Regions from separate parts of the Mus musculus genome. Here all the other regions are linked to region 4. Evidence: chromatin contacts called from public promoter capture Hi-C data. All regions are on one chromosome and are shown on one strand. The core of a region is the stretch at or near the end of the contact, and the rest is flanking DNA. Distances in the headings are between cores, read along the strand shown.

Region 1 (2,700 bases), core at 142-2,641, 1.9 Mb after region 4:
TCCGTGCTTGCCAGGCAGAGGCAGCCTCAGCTACACGTTAAGTTGGAGACCAGCCTGTGCTTTAGGAGGCCCTCACTAGGACACCAGCTTCTAGGCAAGAATGGTCCACTTGAGTGGGCATGCGTGACATGGCTGCTATAGGGGTAACCAAGTGCTTTTTGGATTTAAGGTCTATTCCACAAAGGGGAACCCATTCTTGGTAGGTAAACCCTTTCAAAAGCCCATAGCAAGGGGAGGTCTCAGGCCCTAGGGGGTACACTACTGCATAGCTAAATTGCATAACCTCAAACTGCTGTCTAAATATTTATGTACATTTCAAATGCTACCCTCAGCCTTTATTAGGGAAGCCTCAGCCGGCCTGGAGCACGCCTTTAATCCCAGCACTTGGGAGGCAGAGGCAGGCGAATTTCTGAGTTCGAGGCCAGCCTGGTCTACAGAGTGAGTTCCAGGACAGCCAGAGCTATACAGAGAAACTCTGTCTCGAAAAACCAAAAAAAAAAAAAAGAAAGAAAGAAAGAATTAGAGAAGCCTCTATTTCCAGTAAATGGTGGTGATTGTAGAGCCTCATGACCGCACAAGGTGCTGACAAGAAGCGACTTCTCAGTATTGAGCCCTAAACTAGACATTTACATTATGTCCTCTAGTACACAGGGGACACTGTGAAAGAGGAAGCTGCAAAATTCCATCTCCTGGGCACGACAGTCATTGCAATTTACAGCAACTGCTGATGCTTAACTGTCTCATAAAATAAACATGACACCGAATGAGGACGTGAGTGGCGGGAAGGCACTCCTCTGGGTAAAGGATTTTAATTTTCGTGAGGTCCTAGAAGTGCCACGACAGTTCAAAGCAAACAAGCCTCAGGGCAGAGGCGCTCCTTGTTTATTCCTTCCTCTGTCCCTCCGCATCGGTCATCTTCGACCGGCTGTCCATACCGAGAATGACGGCTAACATTCACGCTGGACCCGTCCTTTGTTTCCAAAGACGCTTACCTTCCAGAATCATCAAAGCAGACTTCGGTGTGCCCTTCCGTATGTCCGTACCTCATGGGCTTCTGTGTGGCCGGCATCTTTCCCTACCTGAGCCGTTTTGTAAGAACTGGTATTTTTTTCAGTAGGGCGATCGTCCTCTCCGCGCCGTGCAGTCCTGTTTCCCTCACCCGAGGAGCCACAGCACGATGCAGCGGAAGGTATGTCACACACGCCCGGGAGATGACAAGCTTTCCCCTCTGCAAGCACGGGCAGCGGGGGCGAGGAGCAAGCGGTGTGCACCAGCGTCTGCTCTGATGGAAGCACGGAGCCGCTTCCCGCGCTCTGGCGCGCTCGCCCTGTGCGCATGCGCGGCCCGCCGCCGCCCAGCCCAGGTCCGGCCCGAGGTCGCCGGGTGGTGGCGTCAGAAGCGCGCCGCCTCGAAGCCGAGAGCTGGTGGCTGGGGCCGCTCTGAAAGAAAAGGTGGGAGCCGAACCCGGAAGTGGCGGCGGTCCCTGGAGAGCAGGCGGAGGCAGCGGCAAGTCTGACTCTGGGCTGACCGTGGAGCCGGGGCGGGGGCTGACAGCCAGGCCTCCGCCTGGCGGGAGCCGCACGAGGAGCGGGAGTGGCCGGGCCTCTCTTCCGCGCTTGAGCGAGCGCCGGGTGATGGCGGTGGTGATGGCGGCAGGCGCTCGGACAGCTCCGCTTGAGCTGAGCTCGGAGAGGTGAGAGGGGGAAGGGTGGCGGCGAGGGCTGGGGTTTGACGCCTGCCCTTTCAGGATCTCCTCCCGAGCCACCGTAGTCGCCTCCTTGAACCGATCGAGCTCCTCGGGACCGGGTTAGGGACAGACCTTGGCAAGCCTTTATTCTTCACGCCCTTCGTGCCCTCAACTTTGTCATTTCTGTGGTAATAAAGGATGGACTGATTCTTGTTTCTTGCGACTCTAGCTAAATAATGCTAAAGAGAGTTAACTTGGGTTTTCTATTTAGTTCCGACCAAAGTTTACCAAACTGCTTTTAGATCTAAAAGGAGAGGTCTAATTTGTATTGTTACAGGTTTCTGTTCATCGTGGCAGTCGATAACACATCCTCTACTAAGTCAGGTCTTGGCCCGTTAAGTTTATGCTTTTCTTGTTTCTTCACGTTCTCCATATTAATAAATTGGTCTGTTGAAAATTATGATTTTCGGTGATAATTGGGGCTTTGACGGCGTTTTTGTGGTACCCACTGTACAGTTTCAGTCAGACTTATTTTTATTACCGGAAAACTCTACAGAGGTAGATCTAGATAACTTATTAAAAAAATTGCAAGCTTAGTTATTACTCAAACCGTGGTATTCTTGCTATGGTGGCATTTTGTAAGGCATTTCTAAGAACCTGGGTTCCAAAAAGACACTCAGATTTGTATATGAATAAAAAGGAAGAGTAGTTGGCTCAAGTAGAATCTGAGATTCTTTTTTAAAAAACAAAACAAAACCCTATTGTTAATTTCCCACAAGAATAAAGGCACCTGAGACAATGACTTTTGAGTAACTTACTTTTATTTTGAAATTATTGTTTTTAGACAGGCCAATTTATAATTCTTTTGCCCAGTACCTGGACAATAAAAATGAGTAGGTACAGTGTGAGGTTCAAGTTGAGCTGATGATACTCATCTATATATTGAATATATTGTAATGGGATTTCAGAGTAATGCTTTTCAGAGCTCACCATTCAGAAACTTGCAAGTGGGA
Region 2 (2,700 bases), core at 89-2,588, 1.9 Mb after region 4:
GGAAGGAAAAAAAAAAATGAAAAAAATTTTTTTGTTTTGTTTGTTTTCGAGACAGGGTTTCTCTGTGTATCCCTGGCTGTCCTGGAACTCACTTTGTAGACCAAGCTGGCCTCAAACTCAGAAATCTGTCTGCCTCTGCCTCTCAAGTGCTGGGATTAAAGGTGTGCGCCACCACGACCGGCTGAAAATCTGTATGTAGATTTAGATTTTGCTTTCTGGTATGTCAGTTTTGAGTCTCCCAGAAACAGAGGCCAGTCTCAAAAACCCAACACCTCTCATCTTACAGCAGTGGCTTATCAACCTTCCTAATACTGTGACTCTTTAATACCATTCCTCATGTTGTGGTAACCCCCAACCAGAAAATTAGTTCATGGCTACTTCATAACTGTATTTTTGCTACTGTTATAAATAATGTAAATATCTGATATTCGACCCCTATGAAAGAGTCGACGCCCAAAGGGTTCATAAACCACAGGTTGAGGCCACTATTCTTAATTTAAAACTTAAAGGGAATCAGAGATAGCTTATTCTGGACCCATTTTTGAATGATGATGGCACCAAAACACAAATTTAGGTTACCTCAAATTCCATGTCCCAACATGGAACCAGTATCACGAGGTTTTTAGTTTTACAGAACAGAGAACGCTATAAATCAAGGCAAAGTTTAAAACACACTGGTGGATGGATACATTGGAGGGTACATCAAGATAGAGGAAGCTTTTCTATACATCTAAGACATTATCCGATGACATTCTTAGCTTTTGGATTGGCAGAGGCTAGTTGCCTGTTAATAGACCTAAAAGGTTTTTAATCTTATTGCCACAAGATATTAGTTTTGACACAGAGGTGGCTATTCTGGAGGGCTAGCACTAGCCCAAGATAAGGTAATTAGCCCCTGGACCTGCAACATTCCAATCTTTCCACAGTACTGAAATTCCAACTTATACAACTCAGTCTCTGCAGACATATGCTTTTAAAAGTTTTCATTCGCAAGACCTTTAGAAAGACTTCCCTTTTCCCTCATCTCTTTACCCTCGATTTTAACAGGACTACTGACAGCCAGCTTGGAGCCTGTCTACAAAAACCTCTAAACACAGAGAATCCAAACTCCGCTTTCAGTCCCTGGGTTGCGGTGAGCATCACCGGCCAGGGGGTTTCCTTTGGGTCTTTTGGACTCAGGAAGCAGGGAAACCTTCCCGCGCTCCACCCAGAGGGAAACAGCCCAGGCTCCCGGAGCCACGCGGCCCTGCCTGCAGTTTCGTGGGCGGCCGGCTGGAGGCGCAGTGCAAGCTGGGCGGGGCGGGCGGAAATAACGGGCGGCCAGGTCGGCCTCCCCGCTTCCTTTTCCGGTGCCAGGAGGAGCCGTGTCGCTGTCGTCTCGGTCCATCAGGCCTTCAGCGGGTCTCCATTGCCCGTCTCTCTGGACTCACCGCCGCCACTGTGCCGCGCCTAGGACTCGGATCCTGCCGGGTGAGTCCGCTTGGGCGCCTGCGGCGGGGCGCGAGGCTGGCGGGAGACGATGCGAAGACGCGGGGTCCCGGGGGGCCTGGCGGCTCTAGAGCTTTCGATGGGGAGGGTCCCCCGGGAACCAGGCGACCGAGGGATCTAATGTCGCGCCCGTCGGGTTCCGGGGCGCCCACGTCATGCCAGGCTTGGGCGGGGGCGGGCGGGGGGTGAGGGGTTAGGCGGGAGCGGGCGACCCTCCCCCACATCCGCCTGCGTGACCGGCTGGGGGCTGGTTCGCTCCGGTTGATCCCGGATTCCCTTTGTTCCCTTAACCCTAAAGGGCAGCTTGTTTGTCCCCCACACCCCCCCCCCGTCCCCTTGCCCCTCCACCGGTATCCCAGCCACTAATTTCTAATAAAAACGACAGTGGAGGAGACCCGAATCCTTACAGCAAGGTCTGGCGCCTGATAATTCTGTGTGACAAGCTTCTCGCTGATCGTAATTACCCATTCTTTAAATGACTACGGGGGACAGAAGGTGCCATGGGCTGAGTGAGTGACGTTCTCCTTTGAGCTAGCTAGAACGCTTGAACCATTTTTTTTCCTCCCTGCCATGAAAACTGAAAGTAATGTTTTCACGAATCCTAAAGTTGAAGTATCTAAACCAGACCCCACCGTAGATGTGTAACAGCCTACTACAGAAACACACACGTGTTGCCCCCTCCCCCATGTGCGAAAGGCCTGTTTGGAGGCCAAACCCTCAGAAGCTGGAGTCGCCCTCGGAAGTCTTTGTTAGTGGCGCTCCTTGGGTGGGGAGGAGGGCAGTTTTTAGTCGTGGAGTATTGGAGCCACTCTCTAGAACACTTCCCTTCAAAAACTTTTTCCTGCAGCTGCCGAGGTTGGAATGTTCTTTTTGATTACAGAAGGAATCGGTGTCATCTTCATTCTCCCTACAGAGGTTGAGCGTTGGGCTCAGGAACCTTAGGAATTCAGCAATCTTGAGATTCTGTGACTGTTAACTATAGAGGAGCCCTAGACTCGGGGACTGTTAATTAGTAATATTTGCACAGGGTGAGCCTGTAGATAAGTGCTAGCCCGGCTTGCTACAAGGTCCTAAATTCAAGTCCCAAAACTTTAGGGAAGGAAAGAAAAAAATTCAGCAGTTGTAACTATTCAGACTATAGCGGGGAGTGGGTGGAAAATGAAATGGATAAATAATGTCGGGTCAGCTTTTGCCACCAAATAAGTTTGTGCA
Region 3 (2,700 bases), core at 15-2,514, 1.8 Mb after region 4:
CCCTGCTTTCCACTTCCTCTTCACCCTGCCTCTGTACCCACAGCAACTGCCTCGTCACTGGCTGGGAAAGACTTGATGCCAGCAGGCTCAGACTGTGGATTTTAGGCGGCGGGGGTGGAGGTGGGTGGCTAGGAGGGCAAAAGCACGGAATCCCAGGTCCAGTGAACTTCAACCATCAGAGTATCAGCGCGGGGGTGGGGTGGAGTGTCCCTTTATTCTTTGAGGGAGCAAACATTAAAGACTTTCAGCAATAATGCTAGCTCAAGAAAAGTCCACACCTCAAACTGCTAGGAAGTCCGAATCCAGAATTGTGCCAAATTTTGGTGTAAAGTCCTAAGCTAGAGTAGTTGGATGCAAATTCCAGTTCTCTGAAGTTCCCTACCCCATTACAAGTACCTAACTTTACTTGGCTCACGGGGTGTAACGGAAACCTGGCTTCACCCAAAAGCAAGACGCGTCCCATCAACAAGTGTCCACGGGATCCTTGCGGGGGGGGGGGGGAACGGTGGATGCTGCACGTGCCTAATCGCGTTCTGAGCGCTGGGGTAAGAGGGTCTCACATCCCTTCCCGCCCCGGAGTTCAGTGTAGTGGCTATGCATTCACCCTCCCCAGAGCCCTGAGTGCCAGCCAGGAGGGACCCTCGCCTCCGCCAGGTGGAGGCTCTGGGGCCACAGCTGGGACCGGGACCTGACAACTTGGCTCCCTGCGCCAAAAGTGAAGCAACTCGGGAAAGTTCCCGGAGCTGCCCACGCTTCCTGAAGCCGCCTCCTGGCGCCCAGCACACCCCGGCGCACGCACGGACCTGAGATGGTCTCCTGGTATCCCTTGGTGAAGTACTGCATGGCGGTGGCCGCCCTCCAGGGCGTCTTGAGCAGCCCCTGCCGCTGGGGGTCCTCGCCCAGCGAGAGCAGAATGGACGAGTAAGCGGCCGCCAGTTTGGGGAGGTTCACCTGGTTTTCCTCCTCGCTGCGGTGCCGCCCTGCCTTCCAGGCGTCGGCCGGCTGTGCGCCCTTGGCCTCGGGCGGCCGGGACTTCTCGGCAGGCGGGCTGGCCCCGGGCCGCGGCAGCTCCCGCTCGGAGAACCCATTGGTGCACCTGACTCCCCGCGGCTTCTCCATGGACCCGGCGCGACCGCTCCCGAGACACCCTAGGGTGCTAACAAGCGCTGCGGCTCAGCTTAGCCGGCGGCCGTAACCTGTGGCCGTCACCCGGACTGGGGCTCAGCACCTAGGGACACTCTCGGAGTCTAGGGCAGTCGCCGGCTGGGGAGCCCCGCCGCGCCTCTCTTTTTATGGCAGGGCGACTCGGCCGGCGCCGCGAGATATTTTCATTGGCCGGAGCCTCTTGCGTCATGGATCTCTCCCCGCCCCTGAGCCCCGCCCTCCTGGGTGGCCCCTAAACCCCCGCAGTTACACAAGACAAGCTTCTGGTTAGACCCCCTCGACTTATAAAAGGAAGAACTGAGTCTACAAAAAGCCAAGAATCCGGGGAGCTGGAACCTCCGAGATAGAAACACCGATTCTCCCTCACTTTCCACCGGAAAAGGGGGCGTGTTCGCAAAAATGCTGTGGTCTAGTTGCCCTGAGAAAGATGAGCTAACTAACAGGTGACCTTGCTGGGGCAGGCAGGGTGGAGCAAATATTCTGGTGATAAGCAACCTTGTGCTCTTTTTTAAATATTTTTTTTCTTTTTAGCTTTTTTTTTTCCGAGATTACAATAATTTCCTGTCTGTTTTCCCTTTCTTCCTTCCAAACCTTCCCAAATACCTTCACCCCGCCCCCCCCCACACCTTGTTCTCTTTTACATTCAGTCTCTTTTTTTAACAGTTCTTATGTATGTATGTATGTGTGTTTCTAAATATATAAATACAACTTGCTCAGTCTGGTTAATGTCTCTTGTGTGTATACATTTTCGGGGCTAATCTGGTATTGGTGTTCTCTGTCCTAGGGAAGATTACCTCAGTCTAAGCATTCCTCGGTCACCTGTGGCTCTTTGTCTAGGGTGAGGGCTCACGAGTCGTTGTCCCACACACCCTCACCCCCATCCTTGTTTATACTTCTACTGGAGTCATTCTTTTTTTTGTTTTTTTTTTTTTTGTTTTTTTTTTTTGTTTTTTCGAGACAGGGTTTCTCTGTATAGCCCTGGCTGTCCTGGAGCTCACTTTGTAGACCAGGTTGGCCTCGAACTCAGAAATCCACCTGCCTCTGCCTCCCAAGTGCTGGGTGTCATTCTTTTGTTGTGCTTTGTTTTACTTTTTGAGACCAAGTCTCACAGTGCAGCTCTGTCTGGCCTGGAGTTCTCTATGTCGACCACCAGGAAGGCCTTTAATTCAAATGATCTGCCTGCCTCACACTTCCAAACGGTGGGATTAAAAGCATGAGCCCTGCCTCTCTCCTGCTTTAAAGACTGGAGAAGTTGTGACTTGAAAATTGTTCAGTCGTTTAAAATGTATACAACACACACACCTGCCACTCTAGAAAACCCTCTGGCCTCTCTCAAGGCATGAGTTATGGTGCATGGCACTCACCGGAGTCCCCTATGCCTAGGGAGATAATAATATTTGTGAGCTGCCAGATCGCTGCTCTGCTGTTTTAACCTGCTCTGACCTTATCTTTCACAATGACTAGGGGAAGCTTGTTTTCTTTCATTACCCTGAATTTGGTGATCAGCAAGAGGACTAGGGCAGCTAGCTACACCCT
Region 4 (2,700 bases), core at 102-2,601:
CTCTCTCTCTCTCTCTCTTTGGTTTTTCGAGACAGGGTTTCTCTGTGTAGCCCTGGCTGTCCTGGAACTCACTCTGTAGACCAGGCTGGCCTCGAACTCAGAAATCTGCCTGCCTCTGCCTCCCAAGTGCTGGAATTAAAAGGGTATGCCACCACTGCCCAGCTTCCCCTTTCTTTTTGAGACAAGGTCTCACTATGTACCCCTGGCTGGCCTGGGACACTTACTGTGTGGGTTAGGCCAGTCTCAACTCACAGACATTTTCTTGCCTCTCCTGAGTGGTGGAATTAAAGGCATTTACCACAATACTTGCCATTGGATTATTTTTTAATTAAAAATTACTAGCAGGGTATTCTGTGCCTTTTGTAATTCTTAAAGCTGGATAATAGTTTATGTAACACTAGAGAGCATAGACCATCTAATTAGCCACCTAATTTTTGAACAGCTATCCTGTATATTGAACATGCATTACATATATGACAACATGAAAAGAGTTAAGAGGAAATCCAAGTTAAACACGCGGTCCTTCCACTTTAAAGGATTTTTTTTTTTTTTTTTTTTGATAATGACAGTCCTGAGGTCTCTAGGAAGTAGTGTTAAAATACAGTGAAAAGTAGTGATAGTCTTAGTTACACACTTTGCAGCCTTCAGTGATTCCTTCAGTGAGACCAAAGGTGGTTCAGAAGTTCAAACCAGGCCTTTAATCATTTCATCTCAGAACTCTTGTAAATTTGAGGACCAGCCTGGTGTACATAGCGAGACCCTGAAGAAGGTATATTCTTCAAAAATTATTAACTCTAACGCCAGCTCCTCACACAATCATCTTTTATGTTGAAAAATAGGCTCGGAGAAATCTTAAAGAGTACCGAATACAATTTAGTAAGTAAACTATCATTTACATTTCTGATGACTTTTTTTAAGAATCATTTTCTTGAAATTTTCTGGATAATTTGAGTTGTTAACACTCCGGAGTATACCTAAGAGGCCACTTTCTACTTTGTTTAAAGATGATGGGTATCTCGGGGTTTTTTGTTTTTGTTTTTTTCGTAGTCTAACATGAATTTAAGCTGAACTCTTCCTGTTTGGTTATGACTTCCCCCACGGATTGGATCGAGCAGCATTCCTCTGAGTGTGGAGGACACTTTGAAGGGACGGACTCCCATCCCATTTGGGAAGGCCTTGGCCCCGACCGCTCCTCCCCTACGGCCGCAGCTCCGCCCTGCGGGAAGCTCCTCCCCCCGCGTCTGCGCGCTCGCGGACGGGCGGGGCGGAGGCGCGCTGACACCTGGCGGCGGGGGCGGGCCGTCGGCGAGCGTGGGCTGGGATTGGCTGGGCCGCGTGGGCTGGGGCGGGAGGAGACGGTTATGGGCTCGTGCCTGGGTCGGATCCCGGCTCTCTGAGGGGCGCGGAGACCTGCGGGAGGGACACGGCCGCAGCATGGCGGCCGGCAGCGCACCGCCCTGCCCTCCGCCTTCCTGTCGCAGCCGCTTGGATCCTGTGGTCCGCGAGTGCTTGCTGTGAGCCTGCCGCGCGTCAGCCCCCCCACCGCTCGCCCGCCCGCCCGCCCTCCTTCCCTTGTCGCCTCTGCCAGCCCGGAGGGCGGCCGGGCGCACCGCGCCCACCCACCGGGGCCCTGGGACCATGGAGGACGTGAAACTGGAGTTCCCCTCGCTCCCGCAGTGCAAAGACGACGCCGAGGTGAGTGCCCGGCGGCCCGCCCTGCCGCGGGCAGCCCCCGGGTCTCCGGCCAAGCAGCGCCTCTGGCCCAACTGTCCCAGACTCTTCCCTTTCCCCTTGGGCGTGAAGGGGCGTCAGTGAGGTCCTCCTCCCGCGGGACCCTATCGGAGGAGCCAACCCGGAGAGTACTCTTGACCACTCGCCTCGGCGTTGAGGCTTTTCGTGAACACAGACTCTTCCTTACCAGAGCAACACGCTGTGGAGTTGTTTTTAATCTGAGCTTGATGTTAGATTCACATGCGGGACACATAGCCAGCCCCACGTGTGGAATAGATCGGAGGCGTGAACTCTGGAATTGCACCCCTCTAATAGTACTCAAGTCAAAAACCAACCACCACCACTACCAAAAAACCCACAAAAAACGATGACTAGCGTGGGGCGGGGGGGGGGGGGGAGTAGAAAAGCTAAGCTTCTTTGAATTTGAAAATTTTTAGTAACAAATCTTGCCTGTACTATCGAGAGCAAAATTCTCCCAATTTATGATTTAAGGGTTCTTTTCACCCCACCTTGATTTTTTTCTTTACCTAACATCTGTTGCAAATATTTTATGGTACCAGAAACTGTTAAGTTAGAGTTTGCCAGAGGCTAAAATTAGTGACAAGGATTCTTACCTGTGACACTTAATAGGATCAAAAAAGGATTCTAGAGTTTTGCTTGTGTGTTTGATATAAGTCCTGGCTGTCCTGGAACTCACTAGACGAGGCTGGCCTGAAACCCAAAGAGATCCACCTGCTTCTGTACCCCAAATGCTGGGATTGAAGGTGTACACCCCTTAATCTCTCAGTGTTTTAAAGGTATTTGGGACTACTCTTGGCTGGCACACTTGTAACCCCTCTACTTGGGAGGTGGAAGGAGAAAGGAGGGGTCACTGTAGCCTTGGTTCTATAGCAAATTTGAGACCAGTCTCAGTTACAGATGAGATGGAGACTTTATACCAAATGCTCAATTCTATTGAATGTCTTCATT
Region 5 (2,700 bases), core at 10-2,509, 1.0 Mb after region 4:
ATATGACCCTGCTAGTGATTCAACATCTCACAAAACCTTCAGTTCATAAACCAGGATACTAAAAAAACTATCAACCAAAGCCGTGGCGGGAAACCTTCTGAGTCCCCGGGGCCCAACTCCACTGCGTGTAAGGACCCCGCAATTCCCGAACCCTTTGGAGTATCGCAAGCTCCTCATTAGCCCTGCTGGCATGTCCGCACAGACACAGCATGGCAGAAGACCCGCACAGGTAGCCTTTCGGCATCCTGGCCACGGTCCGTCGAACCTTACACCCCTTCCCAGGGAGGGGAGAGTACCAGAAGGCAGAATGCATGGGTGCCCATGTCTAAGAAAATAGCTCCTGGAGATGGGAGCGAGTTCTGTACCTACAGTTCGCTAGCTCTCAGGGGCTGGGAGGGGGTGCGTTGGGGACAAGATTAGGTGACACCCCGCTCAAGGAAGCCTCTCTATCCCGGGTCGCGCTTTAGAGCAAAGCAGGACTACAGCCTCTTTTGCAAAGCTAGCTCTGGCTAGGTTCTCTCTCCTAATGAAGCAGTCCTCAGTCCCCCACTGGTGTTGAAACTTAGAGTTGACTCCCTCCTCTCCCACTCTTATAGTCTAAGTGGAAGCAAACCCACCAAACCCCACAGTTCTTCCCAATGACCTCTCTTCCAAGGCCTTCTCTCCTTCCCGCCTCTCCTGGCCCGCACCTCCCTAAAGTAGGTTGGATAGACGCAGTAACATATATGGAGGTGCCTTTTAGCCTCCATCATCCCACCTCCAACACTGTTGGAGAAGGAAGGAGGAATAGGCCAACTTTTGCCTCGGTTACAGCCTGAGCCCCATCCCCAGCTTCTACTACGGGTGCACCTCGAATCCTCAGAATAGCGCCCCTCTCCAGGTTGCCCTGCTCACCATTGGTTCCTGCAGAAGCGGGCTCGCCAGCAGCTGCTTCTGGGGACCTCTAGAAAGCTGCAATGAACCTGGTCGAGGGCCAGAGACTGGATCGCTGCAGGCTCCAAGACGGTTTAGACGAGAATCCCATCAGGGACGGAGACCAGATACTCAGGCTGGGTTGCAGCGCAGCGGCGTCTTAGGCTGGGGTCTCTCAGCTCGGATGCCGAACTCACCTAGCTTCCGGGCCAGGCCTCGCGCTCTTGCCTTCCCACCCTCCAGCACCACCCTCTCACATCTACTCCTTCCTTCTCTTTTCCCTCCCTCTCTTTCTTCCCTTCCTCCCCAGTCTTTCCCCCCAGCGGCCCCTCCCTTCTTCCCTCCTCCCTTAATCGCCTCCCCTTCTGGGGATGGGAGCCCCGCCCACATCCTCCCATCCAGCCACGGGGCCTCGCCTCGCCTGGCAAGGCCCGGGTCCGGAAGATTGCACAGCTCCCCAGCCCTCAGTTGCCACCTTGGCTGGGACCGATGCCTCCAGCTCGGGAAGCAGCCGGGGCTCACCTGGGGACCACGTGCAAGAGGTACTAGAAAGCATGCACCAACTAGTCTCTGTACCTTCCAAAAATACCCATGGGAGTCTGGGCTTCCCTGAGTTTAGAATAACTGCTGCCCAAACTGATGATTAAAACACTGAGTAATCACCATTTACCCCGAGTAATTAGAGATAATGAAACACCTCTAAAATCAGGTTATGGAGAAGGGAGCTGTTGGATTGGTTTAAAGGGTGGCCTTCCGTAAACTGTTAAAGGATTCCCAAACGTTGAAACAGGCTGTGAGCAGGGCTGTGTGCCCGAAGGAGATACCTCTTCAACTATTAGGAGGTGACTTTCCCCCCAAAAAAGTTTTTGTGAGATGTTTCTTGTGGACATTTGAGAATTGCACCAACCCCCCTTAAACTGGGTGCCCTCCATCGATCCCCCAGGTCTAACATTTCAAGTGCACAGAGGTAGTTTGCAGGCACTTGGCAGGCAAACAGGCCTAGGCCTTGTAAGACAATTAGAAAATCCTATTTATATCTCTGAAGCCTTCTTAACTGCCAGATGGTTATTTTGTTTGTTTGTTTGTTTGTTTGGGACCTTCCAGGAAGGTAACACAGTGCCTTTTAGGCCATGTAGAGAAAAAAACAAAGTGCCCTTTGGCCCCTTTTTAAAAGAAGGGAGATGAGGAATTGAGTCTTTCATAACAACAGTAAGAACAAGAGTTGGTAATCATGCTAGCTGGGAGGTGGAATGTGGCCGGCTTTTAAACCTTCCCAAACAGGAGCTAATTTCACACCCTGCCTCTGATGGAGCTGGGAAGGAACTATCAGCTTCATCTTTGTTTTTACAAACGAGGATGGGGAAGGTGAGCCAGGCTAAGAGTATTTGCCCAGAGCGCTGAAGGAAATCACAGCCTCTGCTAAAGGGAAAGCTGCAGGGAAGGGGTGAGGCCAGCAGCCCAGAGCTTCAGGTAGCTCTCAAAGGGCTGGAAGATAGCAATTTCCGGTTCTTGGTTTCTGGGGTGGGTGTTATACTCCCTTGTCACCACAAAGCAGTCTTGACCTAGGGCCGCTCATCTGACCTTTGTACTTACACACCTTCAGAATTTAAAAAAAAAAAAACAGGAACGAGTTCCTGTATTCTACTGGCCAGAGACAAAGGGTGAGAAGGAATGTCAGGTTGGAAGGAGTGTTAGAGGCTGAGCACAACATCCTGACCATCCCCAGCCTGGAGCACACTGTATGCCCCTGACTAAGTCCTTTCATTCCAATGGGTACCACCTCTCTCA

Evidence for each region. Promoter capture Hi-C pulls out the DNA fragments that hold promoters and counts their contacts.
Region 1: a promoter capture Hi-C map of pre-B cells shows a contact between it and region 4, with 4 times the contacts expected there. The contact joins the promoter of Socs4 here to the promoter of Styx in region 4. A contact is called at or near these places in 9 of 39 promoter capture datasets (the 3T3-L1 cell line, the HPC-7 cell line, cranial neural crest and 5 more), 3 of 484 Hi-C or Micro-C datasets (embryonic stem cells and granulocyte-monocyte progenitors), 4 of 115 datasets of contacts at active chromatin or transcription factors (the 230-238 cell line, astrocytes, embryonic stem cells and 1 more) and 1 of 9 other capture datasets (adipose tissue).
Region 2: a promoter capture Hi-C map of pre-B cells shows a contact between it and region 4, with 6 times the contacts expected there. The contact joins the promoter of Mapk1ip1l here to the promoter of Styx in region 4. A contact is called at or near these places in 9 of 39 promoter capture datasets (the 3T3-L1 cell line, 3T3-L1-derived adipocytes, cranial neural crest and 5 more), 2 of 115 datasets of contacts at active chromatin or transcription factors (the 230-238 cell line and large pre-B cells) and 1 of 9 other capture datasets (liver).
Region 3: a promoter capture Hi-C map of pre-B cells shows a contact between it and region 4. The contact joins the promoter of Gch1 here to the promoter of Styx in region 4. A contact is called at or near these places in 2 of 39 promoter capture datasets (hippocampal neurons and pre-B cells).
Region 5: a contact with region 4 is called in a promoter capture Hi-C map of embryonic stem cells, with 2.6 times the contacts expected there. The contact joins the promoter of Bmp4 here to the promoter of Styx in region 4. A contact is called at or near these places in 2 of 39 promoter capture datasets (cranial neural crest and embryonic stem cells), 1 of 115 datasets of contacts at active chromatin or transcription factors (embryonic forebrain) and 1 of 9 other capture datasets (adipose tissue).

What each region holds. Positions count from the first base shown.
Region 1 is chr14:47,275,529-47,278,228 of GRCm38.p6, forward strand. Socs4 (suppressor of cytokine signaling 4) reads left to right here and starts at 1,392. Exons shown (of 2, transcript NM_080843.3): 1 at 1,392-1,693. Wdhd1 (WD repeat and HMG-box DNA binding protein 1) reads right to left here and starts at 1,329. Exons shown (of 25, transcript NM_001360532.1): 1 at 993-1,329. The coding sequence starts at 1,069.
Region 2 is chr14:47,296,936-47,299,635 of GRCm38.p6, forward strand. Mapk1ip1l (mitogen-activated protein kinase 1 interacting protein 1-like) reads left to right here and starts at 1,339. Exons shown (of 4, transcript NM_178684.6): 1 at 1,339-1,470. Gm35078 reads left to right here. Exons shown (of 2, transcript XM_006519856.4): 2 at 1,048-1,470. The coding sequence ends at 1,453.
Region 3 is chr14:47,188,149-47,190,848 of GRCm38.p6, forward strand. Gch1 (GTP cyclohydrolase 1) reads right to left here and starts at 1,265. Exons shown (of 6, transcript NM_008102.4): 1 at 804-1,265. The coding sequence starts at 1,119.
Region 4 is chr14:45,349,835-45,352,534 of GRCm38.p6, forward strand. Styx (serine/threonine/tyrosine interaction protein) reads left to right here and starts at 1,352. Exons shown (of 11, transcript NM_019637.3): 1 at 1,352-1,695. The coding sequence starts at 1,639.
Region 5 is chr14:46,389,410-46,392,109 of GRCm38.p6, forward strand. It overlaps Bmp4 (bone morphogenetic protein 4), which reads right to left and starts at 1,260. Exons shown (of 4, transcript NM_007554.3): 1 at 895-1,260. RefSeq lists promoters at 1-892, 943-2,700, 943-2,349.